Regions from separate parts of the Sus scrofa genome. Here region 1 is linked to region 2. A link is a contact called in public promoter capture Hi-C data. All regions are on one chromosome and are shown on one strand. The core of a region is the stretch at or near the end of the contact, and the rest is flanking DNA. Distances in the headings are between cores, read along the strand shown. Region 1 holds the start of LOC110259471 (macrophage-expressed gene 1 protein-like). Region 2 holds the start of FAM111B (protein FAM111B).

Region 1 (2,700 bases), core at 81-2,580, 190 kb after region 2:
GGAGTGATACCTCCCTGTTAGGCAATCCCATACGCCCTTTCCAGGAGCTTCTTTAACTGCAAAAGCCCCAGGAGAGACAGAAATCAAGAAGCCCCTGACACTGAAGAGGAAGAAGCCCCAAGCTCAGATCCATGGATGGAAAGTGTGCTTTGGCCTCGGATGAACCTGGATTCAAATGCTAGTTCCACTGTCTACCTACCTGTGACCATGGGTACTTTACCAGACTTCTCTCGGCCTGTTTCCTACTGTGTAGGAAGAAACCAAGGAGAGGTTACAATAGAATTATAAAGCACTAGCCCAGGGTAAGAGCAGCTGCTGATCTCAAGGGGAGAAAAGCCCTGGAGAGCTCTAAGCAGATGGAATAGGAGCAGAAAAATTCTTGGGCCCCAGACTGTCTGTGGAGTGTGTGACACCCCCTTGAGAAGTTCTGTCCTGACCATATGCCAAGGCTCTGGAGCACCGGCACTGCCAACCCTGTTTTATTTATTTACTTATTTATTTTAGAGCTGCCCTAAGCCTGCCCTTGTCCAGAAAGGGGCTCTTTTCTGGAATATCTGCTGAAGGCCCACAAAGACATCAGCCGGGAGTGAATGTGACCTCCAGCCACAGTGTCTGCCAGCTGACTGGTCAACCAGGGAGAGACCCAGTTTTCCTGGGCTATTTTCTCACCCAGCCTGAGCTTGAAACTTACGTAACAGGACTCTACTGCATCCTGTGGCCAGGACCCAAGGAGGGACTAAAACACCAGGTTTTCAGTAGAGAAGTTTTGATTTTTTTTTTTTTTTGTCTTTTTAGGGCCACACCTGCTGCTGCATATGGAAGTTCCCAGGCTAGGAGTGGAATCAGAGCTGCAGCTGCCAGGCTATACCACAGCCATGACAACACAGGAACTGAGCCACATCTGCAACCTACACCACAGCTTGCAGCCACACCAGATTCTTAACCCACTAAGCAAGGCCAGAGATCAAACCCAAATCCTCATGGACACTAGTCCAGTTCTTGATCCCACGGAGCCACAACGGGAATTCCCTTGATGAATTCAAGATAGCCTTGGGGCAATGACCTCTTCAGCAGTTTAATGACCCCCTTCCCTGACCCAAAGCTTGGAATCAGTTTCATTCCCCTTGTTCTTCTGATAAGAGATCTACTTTCCCTCTGTCCTCTAAAGATCTCTAAGAGAGGGGCCTGAAAAGGGGCTGTTTCTAGGGGAGGGGCCTGAGGTGGGCCGAGTCCCTGACTAGAGGCTCTGGGCATATTTAGCTCCCAAGCCAGGGACTTCTCCAAAGGGACCCCAAGACCGGAGGAGCACAGGCGAAGCTCTTCTCCAGCCATGGCCCTGTTCCTTGCGCCCCTGCTGCTTTTCCTCTTGGCCGCACACAGTGGCATGGGCGAACAGGGACTGCACGGCTTCCAAAGCTGCAAGCAGATGTTGAATGTGTCAGTGCTGGGCGCCCTGCCAGGAGCTGGCTGGGACAACCTGCGCAACGTGGAGCTGGAGCAGGTGCTGAGGCGAGACTATTCGCAATGCCTCACCTCCGAGGACGGCGAGTACCTCATCCCCGACCAGATGAGTGTGGTGCCGCGGCGGGAGAGTGTCGTGGAGTCCCGCGCGGAACTCATTGACAACTGGGTCAACTACACCGACATCTGGGCGGCCTCCATCAACGCTGAGGTCTCCTTCCTCTCCAAAATCAATGGGAAGTTCTCCACGGAGTGCCAGCAGGTCAAGAAGTACAACCTGGAGTACAAGACCGTCACGATGCGGGTGCAGATCCGCCACCACATCTACTCTGTGAAGGCCTCCGAGAGTCCCGACTTCCACCCCGCCTTTCTGCAGCATCTGCTGACCCTCAGCGAATACCTGGAGAACAACCAGACCCACGAGGCCGAGTACCTGGCGGATATGCTAGTGTTCAGGTTCGGTACGCACGTCCTCACTGATATGGAAGTCGGAGCTACCTTGGTGCAGGAGGACCAGGTGAGGAGGGAGCTGGTGGAGGGGATAACCCAAAACAAGATCAACATCACCCTTGCTGCCTCGGCCTTGTTTTTCAAAAAGGTCAACTTTGCAGCCGAAGCCTCCTGGCAGAAGCAGAACCAGCTCCTGCAGGACTATGTGCGGGGCACGGTGGCCTCCAAGATTCACAGCCACGGCGGCGTGCCCTTCTACCCCGGCATTACCCTGCAGAAATGGCAGGAGAGCATTGGCAACCGGCTGGTGGCCATCGGCAGATCGGGCCTGCCTCTGCCCGAGCTGCTCCTGCCTGAATCGCTGCCCCAACTCCCAGCGCCCGCCGTGCGACGCCTGGCGGCCGCCGTGCAAAACGCCATCAAGCGCTACTACGCGGTCAACACGCATCCGGGATGCTTGAAGCTCGGGGAGCCCGGCTTTGACCCCCAGGCCAATGTAGACGACGGCTCGTGCAAAAGCAGCCACCGTGCCAATTTCCCCTTCGGCGGCGTCTTCCAGGAGTGCCAGGTGGTGTCCGGGAAGGATGCCAAGGACCTCTGCCAGCCCTATCGCATCGCAAACCCGCTCACCGGCAAAGCCTCTTGCCCGGCCAATTACACAGCCAGCGCCCTGAGCAGCCAGCTGAAGACGTGGAGCGAGGTCCGTCCTGAGTGCAAGAAGCAGTGCAACAGGTGCTGGCTCTTCTTCCAGTGCTGCCATACCGTGTGCTCCAACCGCGAGTATCGCAA
Region 2 (2,700 bases), core at 58-2,557:
GGGTAATCAGAGGTAAGACCTCAGAGCTGTTAGCTTATAGCCTGGGGAGTGTTTCCAGGCTGTGTGTCAGGGAAGCGGGACACAAGCAGAGCCTGTCAGTTTCCTTGAGTTGAGAAGAGAAACTAAGAGTCACGGAGGGCCCAGGGGGCTAGAGTTTGTAGAGAAGAGTACTAGAAAGCTACAGCTGCCCAGATGGAGGAAGTGTGGCAGATCTGTACTGGGTTCCCTTCCCTTGAAACTGCAGCTTAATATTGCTCAGTGCATGAGTGTAAGAAACTGCTAGAAGCCAGGAGAAGAACTGCCCAACAGGAAAAAAAGGAACAATTCTGAAGCCCATACAGGGTTGAGAATAGTTTCTGTTTCCCAAAGGCAAACTAGAAAACTTCATAATTCATAATATACCAGGCAGTCTCTTCAGAAAGGTATTGCCTCTACACTCAATAGGACAAAATTAGTCCTAGATAAAGGCCACTCTGGTCTCACCTGACAAAGTTTAAAAGCAAGGCTTGGAAGGATGACTCTGTTTCCAAACTGTGCACTAGAAGGAAGTTCTAGAATATTGATGAGAATAGAAGCATTTCTTGAACACCCCCCCCCCATGTGAAATCGGCAATGCTTGATGTCCAGTCAAAAATTACCAGGCATAAAAAAGAAGCAGGAAAATATGATCCACAATGAGGAGAAAAATTAGTGAAAAGGAACAGATCCAGAAGTGGACACAGCTGACAGAACTAGGAGACGAGAATATTAAGACAGTTATTACCTTAGACGTCTGGCCAAATAAAGTGCCAGGGACCGGATTTACCCTCCAGTCTGAAAGCAAAACGGACAAAAGTAGGCAAAATCGATGGAACAGTAACTTCCAAGGAACTTACATGCGCCCCCCTCCCTCCCTCCAAAGCCCCACCGCACCTCGGTTGGAACAGCTACCTAGACTATCTCAAAGCCTTTCCAGGTGTAAAACTCTTGAGGCTGGGGAGTGGTTTACCACAACGGGAGGATGCCTCAGTCCCTCTCCCTCCAAAACCTCCTAGGATCTGGACTGAGATCCTTCTAGCTAGCGCCCTTGACAACCATCCCCTAAGAACTCCCACCGGAGGAGCCACTCACAGAAGCTGTGAATCTGCCCCAACAGTGTCTGTGCCAGCCTTGCTGGGATCCAGAAGAGGGGCGATGACGGCGCTTCGCTGAGGCTTCCTGGAATGTTCACCCTAGCAAGTGAAAGCGAGCAATGCGCCAGGGAGTAGACCGTCGGGCGGGAAGCTGCAGAGGCTGTCTGCGCTCTTCCGACAGACACTCATCCACTTTGGAAGCCGATTGGCCGATTCCGGCCTCTGAGCGGGTGCCAGAAAAAGATGGGTGTGGACTGCATCACGCGGGGTAACGGGGAGAGACGTGCCCAGCCGCGCAGATGGCCGTGATTACCCCGCCCCGGTCCTGTTCATCCATTCCCTTCCCACCCTAGGTCCACAGCCAGCTTCCTTGTTCCGGGTCAAACTTGGAGCAGTTATTTCCCTTCATCCCTGCCCGCCAAATCTGCATCTATTGTAGTCGGGAGAGTTGCTGAGCTAGCGAGGGGCGGTAGAGGGAGGAGCGTTCTGCCCGAGGGTCAAATTACACAGTGGCGGCTTGGGGTGGGAACGGTGAGCCCCGGAGTCGGAAGAGCAGGCCCAACAGCCTGGTCGCTGAAGCTGAGTGAGCGGCCATCGCATCCCCTCAGCCACTCCAGGATGGGCAGCAGCAGTGGACTGAGCTTCCCAGGAGAGGCTCCTGGCCCGGAACCTGCGGGGTTGTGGCCGTACACTTCGCCAGCTTCCAGCGCATGAAGTGGCCCAAAGCAGGCGGCAGACTTGGTGTCCCCCGCAAAAGTGACAACTTCATCTAGAGGCTGTTGCACAGAAACTCTCCAACCAGGAGGAAGAGACCAGCAGCTGCCCTCTCGGTTCCCAGAACGTGCATTAGAAATTTCCAGTCCTAAGGGGGCTGCAGCGTTACCCATCTTCCAACTGATGACCAAAAAGTGGGCTTGAGAAAACATTTTACCGTTTAAGAAACTGAACAGGAGGGGGTGCCTTCGTTTTGGATGCTATTTTTGAGAAGCTGGTCAAAGAAGGGGAAAATAGAACTGGTAGGTGATGAGTAACCCTTCCTTTTGAAGTAGAATGGATGTTTATGTAAAGACTGATGGTGTTGGGATACTACTGACAGCTTTTCTGGACTTAATGTAAACTATATACAGAGCAACTGTGATCATTGTTTAAATTCCAGGTGCTCAGTGGGGTTTGGACAGAGTGAACCTTAGAAGTGTAATTGTAAAAATAATATGAAAAGGCTGGAAGAAAAGAGAAAAACTATGATAATTTGATCAAATCACGGCTCTTCTTTAAATCATCTTAAAGTGGTACAAGTGACCGGTACTAACATACACAGAAGGAGGACAAATTTTTGCCCAAGGGGACTTGCTGATTCTCATTTCTTTGTAGACTGGAGATGTTAAAAAAAAGTTATGAAAAGTAAGAGGCGTAGGGGAGGGTGCTGTTGATGTTGCCTGATGTTTCTGAGGACGGAGAATTTGTCCTGGAAAGGATCATAACTTCAGGAGTACTCGTATTTGCCATGGTCACTAAGCAAACTGTAGGTTACGTTAAGGAGTCTGGATTTTATTACAAATGTGAGATTTATTCTAAACAGAGAGTTTGA

The links. Promoter capture Hi-C pulls out the DNA fragments that hold promoters and counts their contacts.
Region 1: a promoter capture Hi-C map of liver shows a contact between it and region 2, with 9 times the contacts expected there. The contact joins the promoter of LOC110259471 here to the promoter of FAM111B in region 2. A contact is called at or near these places in 3 of 5 promoter capture datasets (fetal liver, fetal skeletal muscle and liver), 20 of 47 Hi-C or Micro-C datasets (alveolar macrophages, brain, embryonic fibroblasts and 10 more) and 2 of 2 datasets of contacts at active chromatin or transcription factors (alveolar macrophages and skeletal muscle).

What each region holds. Positions count from the first base shown.
Region 1 is chr2:12,471,597-12,474,296 of Sscrofa11.1, forward strand. LOC110259471 (macrophage-expressed gene 1 protein-like) reads left to right here and starts at 1,331. Exons shown (of 1, transcript XM_021084736.1): 1 at 1,331-2,700. The coding sequence starts at 1,331.
Region 2 is chr2:12,278,079-12,280,778 of Sscrofa11.1, forward strand. It overlaps FAM111B (protein FAM111B), which reads right to left and starts at 1,308. Exons shown (of 4, transcript XM_003353861.3): 1 at 1,111-1,308; 2 at 764-813. It overlaps GLYATL2 (glycine N-acyltransferase-like protein 2), which reads left to right and starts at 2,015. Exons shown (of 8, transcript XM_005660879.3): 1 at 2,015-2,128.